Linked DNA regions of Zea mays: region 2 is linked to region 1. Evidence: chromatin contacts called from public Hi-C data. All regions are on one chromosome and are shown on one strand. Each heading gives the region's core, a stretch centred on a gene start, on an enhancer-like site or on the middle of the called end of the contact. The rest is flanking DNA. Distances are from core to core; before and after follow the strand shown.

What was found. A called contact is a pair of places that touch in the nucleus more often than the background predicts.
Region 2: a contact with region 1 is called in a Hi-C map of leaf, with 4 times the contacts expected there. The contact joins the promoter of LOC100500997 here to the promoter of LOC103635544 in region 1. A contact is called at or near these places in 2 of 25 Hi-C or Micro-C datasets (ear and leaf).

The regions. Positions count from the first base shown.
Region 1 is chr8:92,411,511-92,416,167 of Zm-B73-REFERENCE-NAM-5.0, reverse strand. LOC103635544 (acyl transferase 7) reads right to left here and starts at 2,215. Exons shown (of 2, transcript XM_008657973.2): 1 at 1,555-2,215; 2 at 1-1,399. The coding sequence starts at 1,995. The coding sequence ends at 548.
Region 2 is chr8:92,567,276-92,571,932 of Zm-B73-REFERENCE-NAM-5.0, reverse strand. It overlaps LOC100500997, which reads right to left and starts at 2,815. Exons shown (of 2, transcript NM_001321486.1): 1 at 2,552-2,815; 2 at 1,059-1,401. The coding sequence starts at 2,637. The coding sequence ends at 1,323.

The sequences.
Region 1 (4,657 bases), core at 966-3,465:
ATGTGTATACAATTTGACCCAAAAAAAAGAGTTAACACTACTATATTACAAATAAAATCTGATTATAGTATTTAGGGGCAGACTAGTTGGTGGCTTCCCACCAAGTCCAGCTTTGATATTTCCTTCAAATCAAAGCCCCCAAGAACCAGAAAGGAGCACAAAAGAGAAAAAACCCGGCACCGACAAAAGAGAATACACCCAAAGAAAATAAGGAATCCAATACCAATCCCAACAACTATTCTAGCTGTCCCGCCATACCTCTCCTCCTGTCCTTCATTTCACCTCTCCTGGCTCTAGCTGGCTGCTTGTCTTGTCTGTATGTACGCCACCACCTTTGTTATTAGTATCTTTTTTGTTATTGCTATACGTATTAGTTTACTGTTTGCATTTTTGTTGTTGTTGTTGACCACTCGCCAGAAGGCTGCAACGTGATTACTAATTACCGACTGCTAATTACCACAGTAACGGAGACGAGAGAAAAAAAATCAAGAAACCGATGAACAAACGGGGGGCTGACGGAGACGAAGGCCGTGTGGTCGACGGGACACTAGTTCATGTCCACCATGGCGTCGTGGAAGCGCGAGACGCGGTCGGGCGTCACGCACTGCGTGATGAGCCTCGCCCCTGGCTTGTGGGCCCATGGCTTGACGAGGATGCACGTGGCGATGTAGTCCAAGTTCGTCAGCGGCACCACGTGGGCGGGCGGGCCCCAGCCGTAGTCCACCTCCGCGAAGCCCAGCCGCGTCCAGTCCGACACCAGCAGCGTCCGGTAGTCGGAGGTGATCTGGTAGGGGTCGGCGTCCTCCTCCCCCGCGGCCCACCGCGCGAACTCGGACGGCAGCCGCTTCTTTCCCTCCCTGATGACCTTCACCACGTCGGCGACGGACGACGAGGACACCTTGTCGGCCGTGGATGCGACGCGCATGATGTAGTAGCAGTTGCCGTAGAAGCCGGCGCCGCCACGCGGGAGGCGGGCGCCGAGAAGCGGCCGCGCGTTCATGGCGAAGCAGAGCTGCACGGGGGTGTCCGGGTCCTCGAACCCCGCCGCGCGGGTGCGGCTCTGCCACGCCTTGGCGATGAGCACCTCGAACGCGGAGCAGCGGCCCCCGCCCGTGGCCGCCGCGAACTGGGACTTGAAGTGGTCGATGTAGTCAGCGGAGATGTCCACGGCCAGGTACTCGAGGCGCTTGGCGCCCGTGGGCTCGGGGAGGCTGCCGACCAGCGCGCCGGCCGGGTCCGGGATGGCGTCGCGGGCCCAGGTGGGCGCCACGGAGACCCGGTCCGCCCCGCGCGCCAGCTCCCCCACCGCGCCCATGAACTTGGCCGCGCCGAGCCCGTCCGCCACCGCGTGGCTGAACCGGAAGCCCACCACGAAGCCGCCGCACTCGAACGCTGTCACCTGCACGGAGAGGTCAGAGAGAGAGAGAGAGAGAGAGAGAGAGAGAGAGAGAGAGAGAGAGAGCTGGGAGTCGCAAATCCACGGCGAAGCAACGCAATCCCGCACAATGCAGATGGAATTAATCCACGGACGGCCGCCTGTGCGTGTGCGCGTACCTGGACGAGTAGGATCAGCTTGCTCTCCTCCTGGTGGGTAGGCCTCGGCAGCGGGTGCGGCAGCAGGTCGTCCTTGGGGATCTGGAGCGGGTACTCGAGGTAGTCGACGTCCTCCAGGCGGCACCGCACAGCGGCCTCGATAAACCAGACGCCCTCGGCGCTGCAGTCGACGTGGAGGCCCCCGGCGCCCTCGGAAACGGCGAGGCGGCCGGCCAGCGGGTAGTAGTCGACCAGCGCCCGCGCGAGGGCCCGCTCGATGGTCTCCGAGGGGCTCGCCCCGTCACGCGCCGGGTCGGGCTTGAAGACGTGCAGCGACTCGATGAGCGCCATCTGCGTCGGGTACCGGTCCAGCCACGACAGGCCGTGAGGGCCGGTGGGGGTGGGCTCCGCCGGCGGCACCAGGCGCTGCGCCAGCCGCTCCACCGCCGCTGCCGGCTCCATTGCTCACCACCTCACCGAAAGGAAAGGAGGGGAGGGGACGGTCTCTTTCTCTCCCTCCTTTCCCTTGGTCTTGGGGGATTTGGCCTCCGAGAGAGCGGTGGTGGTGAGTGCCTGAGTGGTGACCTGGTAGTGGCCCTGGTGGGTGGGGTGTGCCGTGTGCGCTGTCCTGTGTAGTAGAGGTGAAGTGAACTCAAGTGTTGGTTTCTTGTGCCTGGGCCCTGGGGAGGTGGTGGTTTATATAGATGGTGAGTTCCGGAGTGGATCAGCGGCGCGGGGCTCCGGGTACGAGGGGAGGGTTGGCGGCTGGCGCACGGTGGCGGGCGAGGGGACGCCTACGGGGACGTCGACAGGCTGCCAGAGGCAGGGGCCGCAAAGCGGCAGCCGTGCGCGATGCCCGATGGGTAACGGTAGGAAGGGCGAGGGAAAGGTGCCGGACTGTGTCGACGAGGACGTGAGTCACATGGACCGGGTCCACGGGTACACCGTGGCCGCTCGCCCACAGTCCGTTTACATTTCACTTTTATTTATTTTTAAGTTATTTATGCAAATCATTTGCCTGGTGTAGCTAGTAAAACGAGGGCCTTAGCTTCTATCGACACCCGGGGCCGTTCCTGGCTTTTCAGGGGCACAATGCGAAATTCGATATAAATACTCCATCTACACACAAATATATATAATTATACACATATCACTGAATATTTAACGTATAAAAATTATTATGCATTGTTTTAAAGTTTATAAGATAATAGATATAAAATATAGCAAAAAATACTTATTTGTTATATAATATTATTACAAATATCTTCTAACATTTAGTGATACAAAGTCATCGCTTATATCATCGAGATCAGTCTCATCCAATAACTTTTTCGATATATAGAATCGTCAAGCCATTTAACCTCTCTTGAGTTATTGTTGACCATAAATAGTTCGATAAGTAATTGAGACATTAGTTTAACAATATAAATGAGACTAGTCGATAATTCGATAGCGTATCGTTTTATGCGTATTTGTGTCTAGAATAGATAGATTTAACAAAAAAATGCTAGTGTCTAGTGGCTAGGGGGCCCTCTATTTTTTGGGTCCGGTGGGGCCGCACCCACGGCACCCCTTGGGGTCGGCCCTGTCGACACCGTGCACAAGCATATTCTTGACATGTTTGGTTGTGATTCTAGACAATTTAACAAAAAACTATTTTTAAGACCATCTCCAACGGCTTCTAGTATTTATGTTCCAAATATCTCTATATTAGGCTCATCTCAAAAGTCTAAAAGCTCAAAAAATATACCAAATCCAAGAGTTCCTTAAAAATATCCCAATGCAATCCATCAAGCTCGGTTGACCTTTTCTTAAACTGAATATGGAGGTGAAGCAGTAGAAGCTTGTGACATTGAGCTAGTAAGGGAGCGACCACCTCTCCTGGCTGCCGCATGACGTGAACTGGAGTGTGCGGCACCGCGGAGCGTCGCAGGGGAGCACGGCGTACGTTGATGACGCCACGAGGTCCAGCCGTCCAGACTGGGAGAGTGGGAGGCCCTCACGTACCGCAAAAAACACATGTTGGGACGACAGTGGCTTAACCCTAAATCTATACCGCAAAGCTTTGGTTTTGGGGCACCGAAAAAATTAGGAGCATAGAATAGGATTTGTTGGATAGAGGTTTTCCACATTTACCTCTAAAATATTGTTTTATGTATATAATTGGGAGCTTTTGGAGATGCTCTAAGCTTATCTTATAAGAGCATCAATAATAGTTCCCATTAAAAAACTCCATAAATATCATGTTTAGAAAGTCCCTTAATAAATATTAATAGTCACAAAACCTTTACTCTCTAATGTTTCCCTTCTTTTAGGTTGCTAAACCTTTTTAAAAGATATTGGATCACCTTTTTAAATAATTGAAACCACTTTTTTGAAAAATAAGTGAGAATATAACAAATCCTTACCGTTGTAAATATACACATGAAAATCATGATGCAACAAAGCAACTGACAATAGTATATAGGGAATTCAAGAAAAAAACATCTAGGCAGCGAGAGATTGAGATTAGGTGTCCCATTCTTTTTTTCCTTTTCTATTATGATGATAAAAGGGTGTGAAACAGTGGCTTGCACAGTGGTGGGAGCGTAATCATGTTGTTGCGTCTGGATATGACCGATGTCTTGTAGTCACTATGCTCATGTGCCTCTGCGTGGGATAGGTGTGCGCATTAAATGCGAGTGTCCCCCGCTAGCCTTTGGGTGCCTTTGTCCTATCTGCCTAGGATCGGCTCGGGCGAGACGGATGGAGTGGTGGTTACTTTGGGCGAGGCGGAGATTTGCCTGAAGCGGGCGACCCTCGGGGAGGGGCCTCGGTGTCTGTAGGGAAGCCTCCGCGGTGGGCCTCGGGTTTAGAGGTGTCTCGGCTGCTTTCCTTCGGGGGCTATGTCTTAACCTCTCATGAGTGCGTTTTTAGAGGGATAATCTAGGTACTCCTAATTATCACACCCGAACACATGGATTCTCACATTTTGCTTGTCTCCAACTCAAAATCATGTTCTAGGCTCAAACTCGTCTCCAAATGCACCTTTTCTAAAATCTCTTAGTCCAAAGGATCTAAGATGCTAAAAAATGTTCCTAACGACAGCTAGAACTTATCCAAACATGTGAACTAGTCACAACTC
Region 2 (4,657 bases), core at 1,566-4,065, 160 kb before region 1:
TATTTTATACAACACTTTATTTTAGGACCGAGTAAATAGCTCTCTTGTATCAAAATGGGTCTAGCTAATAATTGTTAATAAATAATCTGTAACAAACAACTATCTCAATATTTGTACCAAAACAACTAATAGTAGCTAATATTGTCTATGAGCTATTAATTAGCTAGCTAACCTGAGAACCAATGAATTTAAATAGAATCTTAATTACAATATAAAGGTGAACTGAGAGGAAATAATGTGCGCGCCAGCAACTGTTTCATGAATCCGGAAAGCATTAGTTTTCTTCTAGTCTCTCTCATATATCTCATCAAAATGCTATTCTATAATGTTTCGACCTTTTCCACCGAGGGATAATAAAAATTTATAAGGAATTGACTCCTGAAGCCGCCTTGTTTCAGAGAAGTCCCTTAAGACCCTTCCATGAAGACAACAAGACTCTAGAAAATTGACTCGTGGGGCCTAGGAAGGAGAAGAATTGGAGAATGTTAACGTAATCCTTTGCCATTGTCCCACTTGGAGTCTAGATCTAGAAAGGAGAAGAATTGAAGATTTTCAGCATTCGTTGATTGCAGGCACAGCTAGGCCTGAAAAAAAAAACTTGAGTACGACGAGGCGGCTTGAGCTCGCAATGGCTTGGTTTGGAGCAGCTTGATGTTTAGAACGAGCATAAATCGAGTCTATTTTTATGGCTCGAAAAAAAAAATCAGCATAAAATCCTAATTAGCATATATTATCAAATAAACAATTAATTTTTGAGCTAAGCTTGACTCGTTACTTGATCGAGCCTTGGCTGGACTCGTTTCGACTCCTAACTACAGCTAGTCTATTCCCAGTTATATCAAATTATTAGCGCATAGTTAAGATGATGCAAATCTGTCAGAAACACATCTGCCTGAGTTTGCGTATGGCTGGTGACAGCAGGAATTGCATTCCAACATAAAGTTACTGCAGCTTTCACGCATCCGAAAAATAAACAGTCACAAATACTTTTGTTTTTCGAACTCTCTCCTTCTAACCCTGCCATCGGTAAGCAAGGACAAGAGGAAACTTCGAAAGGATTTGTCCAATCAAGCGAGATATATGGCACAATAATAGAGTTCATCTGACCAAGATACATACAACAGATTTACAGACCTTCACAAATAATAAAGCATTTTCCAGTGCAAATGAAGATGCGCGCACACACACACAAAAGATCACATCAAACAGACACTAATGCATTTCTAACGTGCGTGCATATAAGTACAGCATTTTATTCGGCGGTGGGTGTCCCGCATGGCCACATCTCCACGATGATGGACGCCCATGCCCTCCAAGCAGAACTAGCAGCAGCAGCAGATAGCCTCGAGGCAGCACTCACAGGTCTCGAAGCAGCAGAAGCAGCAGCACGCAGTGAACAGGCTGAAAAGAGAGGGGGAAAAAAAGCTTCCTTTGTTAACTGAAGCTTGATTAGCCAACAGCCTACTCAAAATCTGAACTCAGACCTAAATCATTAGCTGAAGCTCAAGGTCGAGAGGATAATTGTTCCAACAGAAGCGATGTGAACCAAGGACAAACATCGCATCTAGACGAAGGCAGATGTCACATGAAAAGGACCAGCAACTAGCAACAACCAAATTGACATTTCCCGTTTGATCATTCACATGAGCCAAAGGCACCACAGCCTCGCTGTCGTGGATTTATAGCCCAGTAGGGGACCTTGAAAACGATAGCCATGGACCCTTGCTCTGTTTGGCTGGCCAGATGCTAAAGAAAAAGGGTGAATGGACGTGCCGAAATAAAGACTAATAAAGAAGAGGAAAACTAGCAATGCCGTGAACTCACTCACATCACATGGTCCAAGAGGAAAGCGAGCACGAAGAATACTTTAGGAGGTTTTCTTAGGAGAACTCAGAACTGCATGTTCCCTTAATTTCCATATGGGAGGGATATCTTCCCAGTTCATGTTTACTCAATTTTTTTCTGGAAACCTCAAACTGTACATGGTTTTCTCTTTTGAAAACTCAAACCGCTTTTCAAAAGTTGCTGCTGAGTAATATTTACTAATATACCTAGGCTGGTATTCCTAACTCAATTTCAAAGTAGAAGACGAGACCTCCAAATAATTGGTTTGTATGAAGGTGTATGTTGCATATGACTTCCTAGTTTGGTCTTTCCAAGGTATTCTCGTTCATGTTAGGCTGATCTTGTGACACAGAAACCAAAGTAAGGCTTTCTCTGCAAACAACGCGGAGAGGCTGTTTCGAACCCGTGTGGCCAGGAGTATACTTGTGAATTATTCTCCACACTTCTTTCTATCCAACTAAACCAACCAATATTCTGAAACTGAACTCCGGATAAGCTTTTAACATCAAGTCTCAATACAAGATTCCTCCTTCTTTTGTTTCCCAAAGAAATGAATGAAGACAAGTTTCAGAGTTCAAAGTGTTCTTAGTTTTCATCACGGGTATCATGGTGGAAACTATGTTAACAAAACCACACACACATGTATAACAGAGATGGGTGTAATCGAGAAGAACAGAAACAACAGAAAGGTTAGCGAGTACCATACCATGCATATAGGCAGCCCTTCTCCTCATGGCGCTTCTGCACATGATCGTAGTAGGACATGTCCTGCCCACTGGGAGGATTATACATCCTGCTCACTAATATGGAGGAGATCCCTGTTCAAGTATCACCAATTTGCACGGACACAAGAGGAAGGGCTCTGAAGTCTGAACAAAGCAGGGAGCTCTACGGAGTTGTATGTGTGGAGCCTTCAGCCTTCTTTATAGATAGGGTTTCAGCTCCAGCTAGCATATGAGGGCTGCTTCCAGGCACCTTCCCAGTGCCCTGCCCCTGCGGGATAAGGAAAACTTGACCATGAAAGCGATATTTTGTGCTAATTTCTTCCATTAATCAACCATGCTTTGTTATTTCTAAAAACAAAAAAAAATCAACTAAGGGCTTGTTTGGTTAGATAGGAATTGAAGGGAATTGGACGGCTCAGAGTTTTATTTTTTTTCAGATGCTTAGAGATTCTTTCCTTTAGGACTGGAAATACTTTAATTGAAGTAGTAACTATTAAACCTATATATAATCCACACATATGAATAGCTAAATCTCTTAAGTCGATAGCCAGACGGGTCACATCAGAATTGGATGGAAACAAATCCACACACATGCAAGGAGGAACAGCTTTTTCCTCCTCGTGAGTATATCCATCTGGCTGGAAGTCTGCACTAGGCTCATAGCTGGATGGAAAATGGTGACCTGATTTTTCTTAGTGAAGTTAGGTCACTTCCGCATTCACTGACAGGTGGTACATGAGGGACCATGCTTGTTATCTATGACAAAGGAAGGATGACACTCGCGCTGACGGTGACAGGGAGAGGGGGGTAATACGGGACTTTCTTCGGTATACATCTTCTAGAAATGTTTTAGAATCTTGAACCTAACAACTACTTTTTATGGGTGAGCTAATATGTATGAACCTAAAATTATGTCCAAATCAAAGATTTCTAACACCTAGTATCAAAACCTATCTCTATGCAATAATTAACTCGATGTTCTTTGTGTTAATGCAGATTTGCCCTCCTAATACTAATTGGCGTCTTTTCTGGTAACTCACTTTTGGCGCCAATCCGGACGCCAATCACTGCGATGAGAACCGTCGGCGATGCTTTCTGTGAAAGCGATGATGGTACGCCGCCAGGGACCGGACGGTCCACGACCTAGCGCAGAGGCTATGGTTCCTGCCTAACGAGCCGGACGATGCGCGCCTGATGGTCGGACGGTTCGCGCGTGCGTAGGGCCGGTGGAGTTCGCCGACGGCGTCTAGATAACGCTCCCGGAAGGGACTCCATCGGGGAGGAAAGATTCTAGGATGTGTCTTGGGATCGGCAAGCCACCCAAGACACCTCTAAACGACATAGAGCGGGAAAGAGGTGAAGATAGAGAGAAGAATCTAAGTTACTGTCTACTCCTAGGGCAAATGTAAAGAACAGAAGGTAATTTGATTGATTGATCGATTGTTGGTTCTTCAATCGACCTGTGTGATTTTGTAAGACTGTCTCCAGCAACGTCCTCTATATACATCATCTATATCCGTCCTTTACAGTCTTCTCTAAAAGATTCCATCTCCTATATCTACTTTCTCTCCAACAACGTCCTCTAAATCACGTCCTCTATACATAAATACCTATATTAAAGACATTTTTAATTTTTTAATTTTTGTACATACGTATTTGTCATACTCTCAAATGTATTGTACATATTTTAGTTTTATTAAACCGGTTGTTTAAAGTATTCAAATAGATAGAGAACCGTTTAGAGAAACTCTACATATAGAGGATCCAACAGCGTTCTCTAAATTTAGAGGACCGTTTAGAGGACGTTGCTGGAGGGAGTAGATGACGTCCTCGTCCTCTAAACTTAGGGTACAGGACCCTTTAGAGCTCCTTGTTGGAGCTAGTCTAAGGGCCTTCCCAGCTTGGTGACCACTTTCCAAACTTCCGATCTCTGCTCCTTAGTGGCAAGACGGTGTTCCATACCACGTCTCCTACCTGGAACGACTTAGCCTTGACTTTCTTGTTCTAAGCTTTGGCGGCCATGATCTTGTCCTTCTCTATTTCTCCTAGAGCTATCACTATCTTGTTGGTCACTTCATCAATATTGT